Regions from separate parts of the Capra hircus genome. Here region 1 is linked to region 2. Evidence: chromatin contacts called from public Hi-C data. All regions are on one chromosome and are shown on one strand. Each heading gives the region's core, a stretch centred on a gene start, on an enhancer-like site or on the middle of the called end of the contact. The rest is flanking DNA. Distances are from core to core; before and after follow the strand shown. Region 1 has its middle 55 kb from the start of CAB39. Region 2 overlaps CAB39 (calcium-binding protein 39).

Region 1 (4,599 bases), core at 1,814-4,313, 130 kb before region 2:
CTAGATGCCAATAGCACCCCCCAGCTGTGACGACCAAAAGGTCTCCAGACATTGCTCAATGTCCCCTGGGGAGAAAAATTATATCCCCACCGACCCACACCCCCACTGTTCTACAGTAAACATGATTTATTTACATAATTAATTATTAATGTAATTAAATGGTTAAATATGTATAGATTAGACAGAAACATAGATGATAGACAAATGGATAATATGAGAGAGGAAGAGATGGATACCTACAAGACATGCAGGGTAACCACAGGGAGGCAGATATAAGTCAAGAAGCTCTTAGGAGTGTGTTAGTGACTCAGTCATGTCCTGTAGCCCCTCTGGCTCCTCTGTCCATGGAGTTCTGCAGACAGGAATACTGGAGTGAGTTGTTCCCTTCTCCAGGGGATCTTCCCTACCTAGGGATTGAACCCAGGTCTCCTGTATTGCAGGCAGATTCTTTACTGTCTGAACCACCAGGCAAGCCCAAGAAGCTCTTAGTGAGCAGCTGATGAGATCACTCCACAGAGATTTTCTTCTGACCTTTTTCCAGGTTCCTTTCAGAGAGAAATAAAGACAGTGACTGACCCCCAAATTCACCAGAAGGTACTTATCCAAATGAGTGAGTGGCCACAATACCATTCTTTGAAGGCTCTGCCTATACGCTAATGATATTGTCAATGTAAAAATATTTTTGATACTCCTCTTTGGAGTTTATCTTCAGAACAGATAGCATGAACTTTTGAATAACTTCTGAGAGGGTTAATAGTTCTTCTTTTAAGTGAAATTGCTTATGAGAAATAAACAAATGTCATTTTGATTCAAGTGTGATGAGTAAATTATATCATCAGATTAAATACTTCTGTGTGAAAATAAGCTGTGAGAATAGTTTTACATAGAATGTCTGTTGTTATTATGAGTTGAATGGTGTCCCCAAAAAAGGTATGTTGAAGCCTTAACCCTCAATATCTCAGACGGTGACTCTACTTGGAAATAGAGTCATTGCAAGTTAAAGTGAGGTCATACACTAGTAGAGCGGGGTTTTAACCCAGTCTTACTGGTGTCTTTGTAAGAGAAGAGAGCATCTTGTGAGCACAAAAACACTCAGAAAACAACGTGAAGAGGCACAGGCAGAGGGCGGCAATGTGACTACAGTGGCCTACCTCCAAGCCAAGGGCTGTCACGGGCTGCCGGCAGACACCAGAGCCAGAAGGGTCCTCTCCTACAGTCGTCAGAGACAGCAAGGCCCGGCCACCACATTTTTGGTCACACCACGCAGCTTGTGCGATCTTAGCTCCCCGATCAAGGACTGAACCCACGCCCTCAGCGGTGAGAACGTGCAGTCTTAACCACTGGACCCCCAGGCAGTTCCCCCTGCCAACCTCTTGATTCAGACTCCTAAAACTGTGAGACAGTGAATTTCTGTTGTCTTAAGCCATCCAGTTTAGAGTGCTTTGTAACAGCAGCCCTAGGAAACGAATACAGTTGACTACTTAGCACCCATTACCCTCTTTCTAATACCTAGTTTTCACTTGTGTATTCACCCCTTTTTCACACCAACCATGTACTGCAGAGGAACTGATATGCCTCCGGTCGGTCGTATCAAGTCAGACTCTGAGAGGCTTAGCCAATCAGCATCTTCCCTCCCCTCACCCGCAAGTCCCTGGTCCATGAACAGGTATCTTAAACTGGGCCAATCAGAATGACTCCCAGGATCCTCCTTAGAATGGTGGGACAGAGAGATCTCTGGAGAAGGAGGGAAACTGCTCGATGTGAAGCAGAAGACAGGAAACCTAAATTGCATCTCCAACAGCCATCTACAGACACAGCTGAGAGGGTTAGCAGCAAAGCAGAGAAACGCAAAGCCCCTGGGTCTTTGGAAAGATCTTTAAACTACAAGATCAGTCTGCCCTGAAACACTCTTATCTTGCAATTTAGAAGCGTCATCATTTAAGCCACTGTGACTTGGATTTTGCATTCCTCTCAACCCAAAGCTTCTAGCTGACAAGCTGGCATCGCAAGGCACTAGGAACCACTTCAAGCCACCGACGGGGGCTTTAAGACAGACCTTTGGAAAGCTAGATATGAAAAGGGCTTGCATCAACATCCACAGAATCTAAAGATTGGAGGTTGTCGCTGAACTCCCGCTGTGAGTCGTAGGAAGCTGGCAGCTTGCAAGAAGAGGCATAACCTGAGTGGGAATGGGAATGGCTATAACTTGGAGAGCCTGACGGGACAAAAATGGGTGTGCATCTCCCAGAGGCCAGAGCTAGACTTGAGGAAGGGAGCTGGACCAGGTCTTCTTGAGAGAGAGTCTGCCCAGAGAACCACAGCGACGTACATCAGGAGATTGAAACAGAAAGCAGAGGTCAGGGGGTGGCAGCGGGGGGCACCTACTGATAATCAGTTGGCCAGCAGAGGGAGCCATTGCCCACTTCAAGGGAACTGCAGGTGCAAGACACCTGGCAAGGTTAGAATCCCTGAAAAGCAACCCCCTCAAAAAATTGCTCCCTGAGAAAACTAGTCATAGCAACTGACATCTCTACCACGCAGAGACGGCCAGAGCCAGATTACAAGGGAGCCAGTCAGGTCACGCCTTTCCTACCACTTTTGTCTCCTCTGATGCAGCCCTGCAGAGACCAACCAGAGCAGGTAGTAGAAGTGGAAAAACATGGAGACAGAAAGACAGTCAGGTCGTCTTCCTGCTGGTGTCCAGACCACGGAAGGCCTCAGCTAGTGGCACGGGAAGGATTTAAGGACAATAAAGTATCAACCATGATGAGACTATTTTTGACCGTTGAGAGGAGTGAGTCTTCTCTTGTGACTAAAAAGGCCTGGAAAACCTGTGGCCCTTCCCTAGATCTTAACCCATTCTAGTGAACACTCACGACCATACCCCTCGGATTTCACCCTGTGCAGGAAGACCGTGTTGCCAATACCTGCAACTCTGGCTGAGGGCTTTTATCCAAGCCTTGAGCAAGGCAAACCGGGCGTGCCACAGACCTCGCGGATCTGGAAGCAGTCCGCAACCAGGGAGGAGCAGGAGGCTGCTGCTTAAGTACCAAGCCCCACAGCTGGCGTGGCTCTCGATCCCTGGCCAGAAAAGTCACTCTTCACTGGCTCACTCCCTTTCCTGTCTCACCTCCTCACTCCTCCTACCTGTGTGTTCTGGGATGGTCTCCATATGAACAGCTTGCACTCAGAGTCTGTTTCTGGGGAGAGGCAAACCAAGAGACCAGAAAAAAGACAAGATGATCTCAAAGAGCAGGTTTGAGTTTTCATGAGGGGACAAATGGCGCCTTGCAGCTTATCCAGTCAACACATCAGTCACACTGGTGTTCTGGATGTCCTCATCGCTGGGCTTCCTGTCTAACACCCGGGGACGGGAGGCCTTGGGGTTTTTCCACTCCCTTCTGCATGCTCATCAGATCTTGAAACTGAATCTGAATAGAGTCAGATACTCATCACACCACTCATGACTTCTTCCTGCCTACCGAACCCTCCACTTCCTCTCCCGCTGTCCTCGGAATGGGATGGACTGTACATGGGGTGGGGCTCACATGATGCTCCGTTCATCAGGTTGGACTTGGTGACTGACCAGTGTCAGGGACACCAGCTCTGATCAGCCCTGACTTACTCTGCCTTTTTATTTTCCTGTTAAAGTGTAATTTACTCACAGTAAAATGTAATCATTTTCGAGTTCTTTTACTTCTACCTTGCTTTCCAAATAAACTTTATTGTGGACTATAATTCAATGATTAGAAGAGCATAAAACACATATCTGGGTGGATGAATTGTCATGAAGTGGACAAACATATAACAAATTATACCATCATACACCACCACCAAGGTCAAGCAATGCCATCACACTTGTTTTCAGCTTTGGCATTTAGGACTGTGATCCATCTTAAACTAATTAATATATTGTGAGAGGTAAGGGTCAGGATTATTTTTTCCCCATGCCATTGATCCACATCATTTATTGACAAAAGTCTTTCTTTACTGACTTACCATGGAGCTTTTGCCATAAATCAAGAACCATATATGTAAGGACAGTATTTTTTAAGTCCAATTTTTCAAAATATATATTTGGATTATGTATTTATCTGGTTGCACCAGTTTTTAGTTGCAGCATGAGAGATCTTAGTTCCCTGACCAGGGATCAAACACCAGACCCCTGCCTTGGGAAGACCGCACGAAGTCTTAGCCACTAGACCACCAGGGGAGTCCAGGACAGTTTCTTAATTCTCTTTTCTATTCTGTCAATCTATTTGCCTATTCTTGCACCACCACCAGACGGTCTTAATTGTTGTAGCTTCATAGTAAGTCTTGAAATCAGGTAACGTGTCTCCATCTTTGTTTTCATTCAGAATTGCCTTGCTTGTGTGCTAAGTCAATTCAGTCGTATCCGACTCTGTGCAACCCTATGGACTGTAGCCCGCCAGGCTCCTCTGTCCGTGGAATTCTCCAGGCAAGAATACTGGAATGGGTTGTCATTTCCGCCTCCAGGGGATCTTCCCAACCCTGGGATCAAACCCACGTCTCTTATGTCTCCTGCACTGGCGGGCAGGTTTTTACCACTAGCGCCACCTGGGAAGCCCAGCATTTCCT
Region 2 (4,446 bases), core at 700-3,199:
TGGATGGAGGAGTCTGGTGGGCTGCAGTCCGTGAGGTCGCTGAGAGCCTGACACGATGGGGCCACTTCACTTTCACTGATAGACTAGTCGGATAGATTTGTTAAGGCAGAGTTTGAACAAAGATACTGATTAGGGGCACTCAGGTGACCAGGGATGACTTCATGCAGCACTGGATACAAGAAAATGAAACTGAAATATTGCAGAGGAGCATTAGAAAGGAGTGCTGACGCTGCAGATGGGAAGACTGGGAGTGGACAAAGAGGGCAGTGTTCAGATCTGTGCGGTTCAACACCGTTCTTACTAACAGCATGTAATTATTTATTTTAAATTTAAATGACATTTAAAATTCAGTCCCTCAGTCATAGTAGCCAGTTGTCAAGTGCTCAGTAGCCGGCAAAGATAGAGAACATTTCCATTATCAAAGAAAGTTCTGTAAGACCTGTTTTAGACCCGGATATCTGAAGCAAAATAGTGATGCTATATTAGACACATCAAGTTTATGGAACTGTCCAAAAGCAACAGAAAATAACTTCACTACAGTTCAGGGTGGATCTGGGCTGGGGCAGTTTGGGAGCCATGGTGGGAACTGTGAGATCTTAGGGGTCAGAGCAATGGAAGAAAGACTTCAGCCAGGCAAGAAATAAGAACAGAGGAGGTAGAAAGGAGAACTGGGGGTCTTGCTTTCATTTTTTAAAGAAAGAGATGCAGAGGTCTACATTGTCCAGAAATTAAAAGCAGAATTTGTATTAGAAGATCATTTGTTTTAGCCACGAGGTCTTTGGATTCAGTGGCAGGAAACTGAAGGTGGCTGTGAGTGGGGAAGGAGATTCAGCCTGAGTGTGCAAGTGTGAGAGGAAGTGGAGTGACGGGGTGACGTGTGTGAGCAGATGGCAGACAGAGTCCAGTCCGAGAGGTTTGGTGCACATCAGAATGGAGAAGGCTGCTGTGTTGAGAGGAGAACGAGATTCTCTTTCTGATCAGGGGGAAGAAAGAAGCGAACGACCTTGAGATGGAGTAGAGGAAGTCTGTGTGGAGAGCTGAGGAGGGGTACATGGAGCCCGTGTCCACTTGAGAGCCCTCAGGCCCCATGACAAGGCGCTTGGTGACATCCTCAAGACCAGGCTTTCGGCTCTAGCGTTTATGTGTTGCCAGCAGTCTTAGAAGCTCTGGCCTTTATGTGTTGCCAGCAGTCTTGGAAGTACTATTTTGAGTATTAAATTGAAACAATGAAGTGTAAATGCTGTATAATTTGATAGACCCATTTAGATACTGTGACTTTAGGAAACTTACGTTTCTATTGTTTTTTGATTCAGTGTTTGGTTTTTCTGAAATGTTGAGAGCACCTCAGGTGAACTAAACCCTCTCTGGCGGTGTGACCCTGAATACCTCCCTTCAAGTCTTTTAACTGAAGGAATGAGCTTTTACCCACATACTCACTGTCAAGGCTGTCGCTTTTCTTGGCGTTGAAGCGGTCACCACCCACTGACGCATGTGTGCCCTCCAGACTCACCCCTCTGAGCACATACTCTCCGCTGAGAGAGATGCACCTTGTAACCTTCTCTGTCACTTAGTTAGAACATGTCTGAAACTTCCTGTTCTAGAAACTGGAACTGTTGGGAGTTTGAAAAGAACAGTGATGGGGGGAAAGCAGTCATATTTGTCTTTTCTTTTTGCAGGTATGAATCTCCAGAAATAGCCCTAAATTGTGGAATAATGTTAAGAGAATGCATCAGACATGAACCACTTGCAAAAATCATTTTGTGGTCGGAACAGTTTTATGATTTCTTCAGATATGTTGAAATGTCAACGTTTGACATAGCTTCAGATGCATTTGCCACATTCAAGGTAACAAAAACTGTAGAATTCTAAATAGATATACAAGTGAGATTAACAGGTGTGCTGTTCTTTCCTAAACGTTCTGTACCCTCCAGAGCTACACACGGCTGCCCTCTAGTGGGAAGACAGCAGACGTATTTTATATGTGTGTTTGTGACTCAGGTATGTGCAGTAGAGTCACAGCTCTGATAGGTTGGAAAAGTTAAGACTCTCAAGTCTGTCTAAAAGGCATAAGTCCTGTATGGTCAAAGGTACACTTTATGTTAAATTCCCCATCAAATACAGTATATAGATATACAGTGTATGTGAAAATCAGATTTGTCTCCTGTGTTGGAACATAGTGCAGCAGTTTCTTTGGTTAAGCATCGGACAGAGTAGTTGGCTTCCATCCAGGGCTGTAGCAGTTTGGATTACACATATCTTCAAATAGTAGATCCACCTTCAGGACAGATGACCCTGTTGTGAACAGGCCCAAGGGCACAGCGAGCTGCTCTCACCCGTCTGATGCTCGGAACAGAGCTGTTTATTAAACACAGAGTGCAGGGGTGCAGAATCGCCAGCAGTGTGCCTCCCCCCCCCCACCTTACCCCTCTGTTGTGTGTTTGTATAAATTAAAGACACGTGATATGGCATCAGTGTACAGCATGCACATTTTGTTTTGAATTGCAAGGTTCTGGGCTGTTTAAGGTATGTGAATAAAGCAGTGATGCTTATTAGTGCTTTTCACAGTGAGAGCAAGCCTTTATATGCTGCTGCTGTTGTTCAGTCACTAAGTCGCGTCCAACTCTTTGTCACCCGATGAACTGCAGCACACCAGGCTTCCCACCCTTCTCTATGTCCCGAGTTGGCGCAGACTATGTCCACTGAGTCAGTGATGTCACTATCTCATCCTCTGTGTTATATGTTAACATTCCCTTATATAAAATGTCTGACCTCCTGAGTGTTTAGAACTGCAATTTCAATATTTTCAGAATTTAATAATCCAACATAGACTACTGTGCTTGCAAACCATCAACACTGTCACCGTGAGAAACAGCCACTATTATTGTAAACATTCAGTTTCATGTGTAAAGACCCATCTAGACTATGAGCACATGCCTTGGTCTTTGAATAAAATGTGTTCCTCCAGTAGAAGGAACACCCTTAAAATAGGGCAAAAGCCTGGAAGCCTGGGGCTTCACACTGAATGAGAGTAAGGTAATAATGTGAAAGGTACCTAGAGTATATTCAGGATGTCAGAAACCTTTAGGTATGACCTCAGTAATTTATATGTTAATGTACAAAGTAAGGGCTTCCCAGTTGGTTTACTGGTAAACAATCCACCTGCCAATGCAGGAGACGCCTGTTCGATCCCTGGGTCGGGAAGATCCCCTGGAGAAAGAAAGGGCACTCCAGTATTTGTGCCTGTAAAATCCCATGGACAGAGGAGCCTGGCGGGCTACAGTCCACGGGGTTGCAAAAAGTCGGACACAATTGAGCAACTGAGCACACACATGTACAAAGCAAAGTGAAATGAGTTTGAGCTTATAGCGTGGAGTGATAAACATGACATCGTAGGTATCACTGCACTTGGTGGGTTGGGACTCCTGATTGGGATGTACCGGTGGCAGGGGACACCCCATTCAGAAGCAGCAGACCTGTTATGAGGGAGGTGTAGCAGCACCAGGTGTCAGGAAGGGATGCTCCTGTGTGGGAAGCAAGCCGGAAGCCTGAGCGCAGGACCCTGGGAGGAGGAGGGCGAGGGCAGAGGAGAGGAGCAGCAGCAGGCTGGGAGAGTTCAGCTGGTCCGCCTGACTGAGAGGACGCGAGGGACATGCCCCTAGCACAGACGGCGCAGCTGAGGTGAGAGGCGTGCTAACTCTGCCGAAAGCGTGAGTCCCAGTCTCTGAAGGTCTGATTGGCCTTGCTGATGATTCTATCTCAGTACCTTGCTGGGTCCTGGTCACCAGAGATGGAGAGACTGAGCAGAGTCAGGCAGGTGTTCTCTACCTGAAGAAGGGAAACTTTTAAAACCTGGTAGGATTCTAAGGGTGAGCTCTGGAGGAGAGAGCTCTAGAGCAGTGAGGAATGGGCTTGGCTCCTGTGTCTGAGCTACTCCTGATAGAAGGGAGAGAGCCCGCCAAGAGGCAGAAGGAAGTAGGGCCTAGAATTAAGAGTGTTTCAGGAGAGGCACAGGCCTGTCAAACAGACTGAAGCTCCCTCCTCACCCTTCCTTAAGAAGTCTGGTCAGGGCAGGGCTGGTCTGACCTCCACGCCAGAGGTGCTGATAAGGGAAGGAGGTTGCTCCTCTTCCGGTTTACTGGTGGCCTCTTGGCAGAGGTGACTTTATAATGGAAAAAATAGATCCTTGGTTCATGCTCTCCTTTGAGAATGACCAGAGCTACCTTCCCAGAAAATGTACTCCACACACAAAAACTTTCAAACAAATGCAGCTCATCCGTAACCCTGGACGAGGAGGAACAGGTGCTGAGTCTTAAAGGGAAATTAAAACTACCTGCTTGAAATACGTCTACCGTTCAGAGCTTGAATGAATGGGATACTGAGATAGTAAATCAGTGGCCAAATATTTGTTTGTGATTTTTTTTTTAAAGAGGAATGAAGGAGACAGGG

What was found. A called contact is a pair of places that touch in the nucleus more often than the background predicts.
Region 1: a contact with region 2 is called in a Hi-C map of blood, with 5 times the contacts expected there. The contact joins two enhancer-like sites. A contact is called at or near these places in 2 of 5 Hi-C or Micro-C datasets (both in blood).

Annotation. Positions count from the first base shown.
Region 1 is chr2:17,243,040-17,247,638 of ARS1.2, reverse strand. No RefSeq gene overlaps it. Among named protein-coding and RNA genes, the nearest start is that of CAB39, 55 kb to the right of the region's middle. Within about 2 kb of position 3,063, at least 1 of the 5 cell types and tissues checked has an H3K27ac peak or open chromatin away from gene starts, as enhancers often do.
Region 2 is chr2:17,108,319-17,112,764 of ARS1.2, reverse strand. It overlaps CAB39 (calcium-binding protein 39), which reads left to right. Exons shown (of 9, transcript XM_018058417.1): 5 at 1,677-1,845. Among named protein-coding and RNA genes, the nearest start is that of ITM2C, 50 kb to the right of the region's middle. Within about 2 kb of position 1,949, at least 2 of the 5 cell types and tissues checked have an H3K27ac peak or open chromatin away from gene starts, as enhancers often do.